Linked DNA regions of Gossypium raimondii: region 1 is linked to region 2. A link is a contact called in public Hi-C data. All regions are on one chromosome and are shown on one strand. Each heading gives the region's core, a stretch centred on a gene start, on an enhancer-like site or on the middle of the called end of the contact. The rest is flanking DNA. Distances are from core to core; before and after follow the strand shown. Region 1 holds the start of LOC105777563 (probable pectate lyase 1). Region 2 holds the start of LOC105777695 (hypothetical protein).

Region 1 (5,222 bases), core at 2,706-5,205, 250 kb after region 2:
GTGGTATCGATACCACTTAAAGGAAATATTGATACCATAGAGACGGTATTGATACCTACGTAACATTTTTGGAAAAATTTGCTAAGTGGTCCCAATGCTCGAGATATGTACATCCTATGCTTGTTTGACGTATGTTAGTATGATTAAACGCTAAACTAAGCTTGCATGACTTGATATTCTCATAAATGCTAGAATAATTAAAGTAAAATGAAACTGCATGAATTTCAACTCTGATAATTACAATGAAATCGATGTGAGACGATAGTGTGACATCTCAATATTCGACCTAGCGTCCAGGCCGAGTATATGGTGTTACATGTCTCCCCTAAGTTTTTCAAACCCTAAGTATTTAACCATTCTTTTTCTATTGTGATTGGAATTGCCCTTTTCAAAATTCTAGTGAAATTGCTCTTTATCTTCTTTTTCTTTTCTTTACCCACCTTGTACCATATTTTTTTTATCTTTGTGCTAGTGACTCTTTTACTTTCCCGTATTAAATTGTCCTCGTTCAATTGTTCCCTATCAGAGTTTAGAATTGATGGCTATAGCATCTGTAATATTTGCCAAAGGTCAGTAAGTATTTTTCATTTCAACGATGAAGATCTCGTAATTTCATAATAGTATTATCTCACGTTAATCTTTAGGTTCGAGTAGTCAATCTATTTGAAATCTTGCCAAATCTTTTGCAAATCTTGCCAAAACTTGATATCAATAGTTAATTGTGTGTATTTGTCATTGAAGGACCGAATCTAGGTGAATCGAATCAAAGTTGATCGTGGGAGGCGTCAACCGGACCCATGGTGAAAGGTGTGTGTCTTTTTCAAATGAATCGATGGTGATCGTATGTAGGTTTAGGGCCACACGGTCTCTCACACGGCCACCATACGACCATGTGCACTTGTAGATTTTAAGGACTTCGTGAACTACACAACCTCAGCCTGTTACACGGTCGTGTCCTTGTAGGGTAAAATTATCGCTTTTCAGATAGCATCAGGATGTTACACGGCCTGGCCACACGGCCGCGTGACTTCTGTTTTACAGTTTTACCCAGAATTTTGTGAATTATTCAGTTTAGTCCATGTATAGTCCTTGAATTGTTTTTAGAGTTTTTATAAACTCAATTAAGTCTCTGATAATATGTTCACTCAGGAATCTATGATTTAATGACTGAATTGTTATTATTATATTGTATGATATGTGAATGCTACATGCCTTCTATAATACTAACAAACTGTTAGTGTTAATGTTGTTACCGCTTTATTGGGTACATGTTAAGCATGTCTACTGCTAGTGTTGAACTAAATACATGTTAAGCATGTCTACTGCTACTGTTAAACTAAATACATGTTAAGCATGCTTATTGTTTTTGCATTGTTCTGTTACAAGTATGTCATATTGCATTGCATGGGGTGAGACGATATAAATCGAGGAAGAGTGTCAGTTTAATACTTTTCAAACAGTGGTGGTTCATCCACAACATAGTGACAATTTATCTGCAAACTTTTTTTATATGAAAATACTAGTGGTTTACCCACAAAGTTTTTTTTCTTAAAAAGTAAGCAAATGTTTTAAAAAGACTATTTTATAAACTCCGATAGTTCTACTAGGCCATTTCGGTGGCCAATATAATCTTCCAAATTCGACCATATTTGGGAGGTTACATACCTCCATATAATATTAACCTAAATTTAAAAAATTTGTTGTTAGTTTATAGAAAATCAATCCAGATTTTTTGTACAATTATGATTTTTTTTACAACTATGATTCAAACTCAAACTATTCCTAAAAAAATGAACACCGACCAATAGACCATAACTTAACGTTATTATTATTTTAGTCTAAACAAACATATAGAATCAACCTTATTATCTCTCATTAAATTAGTGTCTCAGTTCTATTAAGAAAATGATGTCTTTAAGTTAAATGATCTTGATTCACATCAACAAATATTAATATGATTTTTTTAAATATAATGATTATAGAATAGGAAATGTAATATTTTAACATTAATGCGATGTATGGTTATTAGTGTTAGGGTGAGCAAAATCGATTCGATTCAAAAAATTGAATAAAAATTCAAATTTTGAATTAAATAGTTCGAGTTATTTGAGTTAATCAAGTTATTCGGATCAACTTGAATAAAAAATAAGTTTTTGGTTTAACTCGAATATGAATTACACAATTCGAGTTATCCGAAAATTCAAATAAGAAAAGACAAAACTACGTTGTTTTGATAAATGTTTATCTTTTTTAAAGTTGAAAGTCAAAACCATTAAGTTAAAAGGCAAAACCATTATATTGTTTATGTAGTTAAATAATCTTATACTTCATCTACTAGTTAAATAATCGGTCCATGTAAACGCAACATTGAGTATAAATAATAGGATTAGTTAAATTGACTCAACTTGACTCGAATCGAAAAAATTCAAATTGAGTTCGGTTGCTAAAATAAGATTTGTTAACTCGACTAACTCAAAATTTTTTTACTTGATTCGACTCGATTCGATCAAATACTCACCACTAATTAGTGTAATACGATGAGGAAAAGGATTATTTAATGAGTAAAAAGTTTTGTGAAAAATAATACATTTTCAAAATAAATGACAAATTGTTTTATCTACATCATGAGAATGTCTTAAAATTAGACATGGTGAAAAAATAATATGACATAAAATGACGATAAAAAGAATTGTATTTAAAGATTTATAAAAACAAATTATTAAAAGCATCTAAAACTCAAATTTCTTTTAGAATCATATCTACTAGTGGGTGTCTAAATATGTTACTTAAAATGATATGTAAGAGCCATGTGAAGAGAGAGAAAATAGAATATCATTTTCGTATCCTTTTAGTTGAATCTTGTTTGGAGTCAAAATCCCCTCACTTCCTCAAGGCCGTGATTGGCGCACACGTAACTTTACTACCACCAAAATTCCAATTTATTTCTTTTTTTTTTTAAATAATAAATTCTTCTTAATCCCTCTACTCTCATAACATTTCCTTAACTTAATCTACTTATCAATTCTGATAGGAACTACCAATCACAATAATATCTGGACTAGAATTTTTAAATCAGAAAAGTAAGAGGGTTGAATTTTTAACTTTTAAGAGTTAATTGCACCAAACTATTACCTTCATTCTAATTTGGTTCCCAAACTTCAAAATGTTCTAATTACCATTATTGAAATAGTTAATTTAATCATTAAATGACATGTAAATTATTATGTGAAATAATTTAAAATGAAAATTTTAAGAAAAGTAAAATGTTATTGCGTAACTTTTACAATTAAAAACTAAAAATAAAGTAAAACCGAACAAAAGAGAGTGAACATTGTTTCGTAGAAGTTTCAAAATCCCAACACCAAGATCTTTACAATATTTATTTTCTTAAAATTTTCATTTTAAGTTATATCACATAAGATCGATTAATGATTTTAATAGTTTGAGGATGTAATTAAAATATTTTAAAGTTTGATGAACAATTTAGAATGAGTCATAGTTTGAGGATGTTTGGAGCAAGTATATTAAATTTTAAAGTATAAGGACTAAATCTAAAATTCTATAAAAGTACAGAGACTAATAGCATACTTTAAGCCAATATTTATTAATGTGGTTAATTAAAAAACACATCATTTAATGCCGCAAATTCAGCAGGAAACTGTGTGACATTCTGCTCCCTTCTCCAACCGTACACCCGTAATATCTGACGTGGCATTATCCAACAGTTAAAATAGTAAAATTAAACTTATTTAACCCTGGTGAAAATAGAGTGCGGGAGAGAGACAGTTAGTGGCGGTTAGGTGACTTAGGTTATTTGGTTAAAGTAAACCTACCCAGAAAATTCCAATGTTTAATATTTTGGGTATATAGTCGGCGTCGTTTTGGTCTTTCTGTTTTGGTGTTCACTTTTTTTTATTTTTTGCTCGTGGCTCTATAAAAGCCGTTTGCTTGGAGCTTGTACTCTGACTCTCCCTGCTTCACCATTTCCTTCTTTCCTCTGTCTCTCTCTCAATTTTTCCTCTGTTTGGATAGAGAGAAAGCTTTTAAGTACCGAAGAAGCGGAGAAAACTGCAATGGCGGCTTCCAAGAAATGGTTTTTAGCTTCTTTAGCTGTTCTGTTTTTGTTTCTTGTTGGAGCAATGGCCACAGTACAGACCAACAACGATTCCAGGTCTTTCTCTTCCTTCAACTCAGTTTTCAAGCTTTCTCAGTTTTATTTTAGTAAAAGAAAGAGACAGAGAGTCTCCATTGTGTGTTTTCTTACGGGTTTTCGAATTTGCCTTGCAAAATTGTTGCCTACATTATGTCATTTTATGGTGAATTAGAATACAAAAACTACACAGAATTGTCATTGTTTAGATCTTGAAAAATAGTCTCATTCTCAGAAAGAAAAAAGAACTCTTCCTTTTTAACGGATCCATTAATATTCCCTCTTCAAAAACTTAACTTAATACGTCGAAAACGAGATTTCAGAGTCCTCTTTTTTTTTTCTTCAAAAAAATGCTAACTGAAAATGGAGCATCACTGCAAAATACTAGAAAATTTCAATTTTCATTTATATTATGTTTATATATTTTTACAGCACTGTGGAGATAGAGAAGCTGCAGAACTCAAAAAACCCAACAATGGCAACTAGGTAATGTAGAGCTTAGAACTAGCCTTCTTTTTATTTATTTATTTATTTTCGTTTTCTTTTTCCAATTCTGATCATCCCAGCCGTTATGTTTATCTCCGTTTAACCATGAAATAACGATCCCATCCGTTGAGATCCAGATCCTTAGATCTCAACCATTTACTCCGTTACTCAATTCAATTCCCGTATATAGAAAAAAAAAGATTGTATAATGAGGATTGAGGAAGGGCATTTTATAAATTCCCGTCGAGGGGTCCACACGGGGTTTCTGTTTCTTACCCCTTGAAAAACACTTTTGTAACGGTTTTGGAGTACTGTTGGTGGACGACACAGTGAATCCCCTTTAAGCAGTGTGTTCCATAGAATGATTAATCACCAACGAGAATAAGAAAATTAAAATGAAATATTGAGAATAAATTTTATTTAATTGGAATTTGGGTTGGTGTGATTGGGATTTCAGGTCAGAAGAGGTTAAGGTCTTGAATGAACATGCTGTGGCTGATCCAGAGGCCGTAGCAGCCGAGGTTGAGACCATCATTGACATGTGAGTCTCTATAAACATTTCTTTTGAATTGCTAAATATGTAAAT
Region 2 (4,947 bases), core at 601-3,100:
CCATAGCCGATTCCTCCAATAGCGTTAGGTTTCTCAGAAGGAAAAAAAAGAAGAGGAGATAAATTGAATAAGAAATTCAATTAAAATAATGGATGAATGGTTAAAGTTACCTATAAAAGAAATATCTAAGGTTTCAGGATTGAGTGGAGGTTTGGGTAGGTGGGGATGATGGTGGTGATGGTGTGAGTGAAGCTTTTAGAAAAGTGAGGTGTTAAATGGTGGAGTTCAAAATTGAAAGGGAAATACAATTTTTTTTTACTCTAACAGCAACTACAAGGAAAGAGAAGAAGGGAGAAGAATAAATAAGATGGAAACAAAATGAAAAAAAATGATGCCATTTATGACGTCACATAGGCTTACTTCGTTAATCGGCGCTTGACTGATGGTCAACTCATGTTTACTGTTAGAATTTGGGTTGATTTTTGAAAAAAATATAATGTTGAAGGTGTCAATAAAAAAAAGGTCAAAGGCACAAAACCAAAAGCCCCCAAACATTGAGGGGGTTTTTTTTATTATAATTATGCCTTTAGATTTCAAGTTCTTATTAACCAGCTGAAATGGAGAACCTTCAAGTAGAAGCGATCATACGTATTTACTCAATTTCTTTGAGTAAATTGTTGAAACCTCGTTTTGCAATGTAACGGTCCCTCTAATTTTTTTGGTTGTTTAGAAGGGTTAATAAGGCTTGTTTGTTATCTAAGATTTTCTATTGGTGTATTGTCCATGTTCTCTTAAAGGTTTGCTATCCTGTGTTTCTAGGATCTTTTGTGTCTCTTCTAATGAAATGAAATCTACTTCTAATTTGTTAAAAAAAAAAAAGAATTACATCGATTGAGGGTGGGTTTGGATGGGAGACGAGATGCGATGTGTTTTGCTTACTTTTAGTCTCGCTACAGTATCGCTACAGTATCGCTACAATATCTAATCTCACCGCAATCATTGTTTTTACACTAATCACAGGTAAACGCACCGTCCATCCAAACTCAGCTTGAAACAAAATTAAACGTGATATATGTCAAATAGTAAGTGTGCATTCAAATTTTTAGCTCACATTAATTCGAAGTTAGATTTGGACCACCTTTATCTCCTATTTCTTATAAAAAAACTTAAATATTTTATCATAATAAATAAAAAATGATATTTATAGGTATTATAGATTACAATGCTCAAATTTTCTTTTATATATTTAGTGTAAGTTATAGATTTAGTTCTTATATTTAGATTTGGTCATTTTAAGTTACCTATTTTTCTTTTTATAAATTTTAAAAATTAGTTTTACTCAAATGCTATCCATTAAATTCGTTAAGTTAAATTATGTTATTTTTAAAATCTTATGCAAGATAAATATATTATCACATGTGAAATGCCATGTGAGCTTGTTATTTTCACATAATACTCACAAAAAAAAGTCACAACATTTTAGTTAATGAATTTAATGACTACTATTTGAGTCAGATTGAATTTTAAATTTCATTGAATTTTAAATTTTGAAATGTATAAAGACTAAAATGATCAAATTGAATAACAAAGACTAAATCTCCTACTTACATAAAGTATAGCGACTAATAGAAAGTTTTGACTAAACAAATTGAACTATTACTAGTTGGATTAAAATTGAAATTCTAAAATTCAAAAACACATGGACTAAAATTGATCAAATTAAAGTATAGAGACTAAATCTATAAATTAGGCATAGTATATGGACTAATAGAAGATTCTGAATGTATTAGAGCTGAAATCATGGTCTTTGAGGTGGGCCTATTCTAATACATAAAGTAGGCCCATTATCTTTAACAAATCCAATAATTGAAGGTTTTTTTTTTTTTATATAACGCTGAAAAAAAACTAGATCCGACTCGACCTGATATCCAAATTGCCGACCCTAAAAATTTGAAAGGCACAAAAACAAAAGCAAATTGTGAAGGAAAAGATGAAGCGAAGCGACTCCCAGTCCCAGAAGAGTTGATGGCAATGACATTGCCTTCTTAGAGTTTTGAAGGATTCAACTTCTTCTGGAATTCGTGTCGCTTTTCTCGGTTCCATTTTATCACCAAATTTTGAAAAACATTATCTGGTAATGATTTTTAATATATATTTTAATTTTGAATGCCAAAATCCTTTCTGTTTATTTATTTATTTAAAATTTATCCTTTTCTGATGTACTATTTTATTTTATTTATTTAATTTGTGAAAATTTGAAAAATTCAGTCTCGATGCTGTAATGTGTGTGTGTGTGTGTGTGCTTCTAAGATTTTTGTATAATTATTTTATTTGCGTATGTATGCTTTTGTAATTTCTGGCAGTGCACAGGAATTAATATTTATTGTTCTAAGAATTAGAATTTGGTGGAGATTTATCCAACATTTGAATTTTATTTAGTGTTTATTTTTTGTTTATAATCAAGCCACTACTTTTTATATCGCCTGGATACAGTAATTGAGAAAACTTTGTTGGCTAGGATTAATTATATGAAGCATAGTTATAATAATTTTGTTAATTTCGTTGCGCCAGAGCAGTGACTGGTCTGGTAACGAATCTCTTCCTAACAAGTTTTATATGTTTGTTGGCTTCTTTTCTTTCTCGTTCATATTCATGGCATTGCTTTTTGGTTCCATCCTTGTTTGGTATGTGAATGTTTAGTTTGTTCAAAATTATGCTAAATAGGACTCAGTTTATGTTATTTGAAGTTATAAAATTGAACGAGTTTTGCTTCTGTAAGTAAATTCTATGGCAAGCATTTAGTCTTGCTTTTCGTATCTCTATCCCTTTCTATAATCCCTTTGGACTATATAACATTTTAAAGAAGTCTAAAGAGCAATGTAGGAATGTAATGTGTTAATTTGTTTCTCAGGTTGGTTACATTAATTATAAATTATATCATGAAAAGGTGACTTTTTCTGTAATGACATTTTAGTTTGGACTATAATGTTGTAAACTGCCTTGGACTGGAGAATTTTTATAAGCAAATTGATATTTTTGTGATTAAAGCTTCATATGAAGTCAGGACCTGACCTTGTGTGTTTCAGTAGATGCAGCAAATGGAGGAAGTGGACATTGATTCAGTATTGGACATGCCCAACACTGTCGATAAGCTATCTGTACAGCAAATGAACAGATGGGATTATGTTGAACAAGAAAGTAAAATTTCAGTGCTTAGTCATTTGAGAGGTTCTAATACTGCAGGCAAAGAATCTTTGGATACGCTAAGGAGAAGAGGTAGGTTGGTTGTTGAAAAAGGACACAACCGAAAACATTATATACACCCACGAAAACTTTCAGGTAGTGTTGATGAAATTGAACATAGGAAAAACACCATTATCTTATCCCCCCTAGAGAATTCTCAAGCAAATGCTCCTTTATTTGGGAAAACTGCAGTGGAGAGAAGCAGGAATTCCATTACAGAGCACATGGATAAAGGAAAAGCTCCTTGCTCTAAGTTGCCTTTTAAGTCATCTGTATTCCAAGAAAATCATGCTGTTATAGATTTAACTGAAAAGAAAATGTACAATCAAATACCTGAAAGGCCATTTCCACAAGGTGGATCAACAAATCACTTAGCTGAAGGAAGAAAAGAATGTCAGCTACCAAGAATTGGTGGTTCTTTCTTTCATAACTCTGCAGACAGTTCTGCAAAATCCAGAAATAACTGCAAAGGAAAGGAGAAAATAGATGGCATAGAATTTAAAAGTGTAGGGTTGGTTATGGATCGTGGAAAAGGGGTGGATCCTTCCCATGGGTCCCCACGTAGAATGGAAAAACAATTGCCTGCATCTCACCGTTCTTTTGTCTCGCCAAGAGCAGTTGGGAGAAAAAAATTGGTTCAAAATGGCTGTATCTCTCCCCAGAATATAGCTATCTGGGACAAGACACTGGAAATTAACAAACAATCCCTAAACAGCTTTAAAGTTGAACAAAATTTTGGGAATGTGGCTAGCTATGGTAAAGGAAAAGGAGTTGTTTATTCTCACACACCTAAGGAGCATGAAACCAATTTCATTAATTTATCTGGGAGGTAACTTTTAATTAATGTTCTTCTCCAACTATTTTTTTTCCTATTGTCAATTGGATGCTTTCTTTTTTATTGTTGATTTATTTCATTTGTTTTGTTAAAATGTTTGCAAAAGAGATGGCCAGGCTGGTACATTTTAGCCAAAAGCTTTTAAACAACATCCAATAAAAGGACAATGTAGCAGGCTTTTAGAATTCAGAACTTTTTTTTATTGATGTCCATAGTATTGGTCAGTTAATTTTTTCAATGCTTAATTCTAAGTAGAAGGTCCTTATGACTAAAATGTGTTGTCTTCTTGCTGCAGTCCTATATATAACAATATGGAAGCTAATGGTTTTGGTGATTCAAATAGAGATGCATGCTTTGAAGAAAAAGGTGGCTGGAGAAGCACACACTACCACTCAGACAATGCAGATCAGGCAGTTGGACATCATTTCAGCAGATTTAATAATATACGATCCCAAGTGAGTCAACAAAATGAAAATATTGTTGTGAAAAGAGATAATGCTAGTGGAGGAAACAATAGGACCACATGTGATGGTCCGGAAAGTCATGATGCAACTGAAAAAGCTGGTGTGATTGTCTCAAAATTCAACCAAAGAAGTGAACCTTCTAGTGCAAAAAACATACTGCCTAAAAGGCAAACAAAACATGTATTGAACTCAAGAAATAGTGGTTTTGGTGATTCAAATAGAGATGCATGCTTTGAAGGAAAAGGTGGCTGGAGAAGCACACATTACTGCTCACATAATGCAGATCAGACAGTTGGACATCATTTTAGCAGATTTAATAATGTACGATGCGAAGTGAGTCAACAAAATGAAAATATAGTTGTGAAAAGAGATAATGCTAGTGGAGAAAAGAACAGGACTGTATGTGATGGTCCAGAAAATCATGATGCAACTAAAACAGCTCCTATGATTGTCTCAAAATTCAAC

The links. A called contact is a pair of places that touch in the nucleus more often than the background predicts.
Region 1: a Hi-C map of leaf shows a contact between it and region 2, with 2.1 times the contacts expected there. The contact joins the promoter of LOC105777563 here to the promoter of LOC105777695 in region 2. A contact is called at or near these places in 2 of 2 Hi-C or Micro-C datasets (both in leaf).

What each region holds. Positions count from the first base shown.
Region 1 is chr10:30,452,601-30,457,822 of ASM2569854v1, forward strand. LOC105777563 (probable pectate lyase 1) reads left to right here and starts at 3,956. Exons shown (of 6, transcript XM_012600911.2): 1 at 3,956-4,171; 2 at 4,583-4,636; 3 at 5,094-5,177. The coding sequence starts at 4,074.
Region 2 is chr10:30,206,486-30,211,432 of ASM2569854v1, forward strand. It overlaps LOC105777695 (hypothetical protein), which reads left to right and starts at 1,851. Exons shown (of 10, transcript XM_052622290.1): 1 at 1,851-2,074; 2 at 3,030-4,012; 3 at 4,362-4,947. The coding sequence starts at 3,030.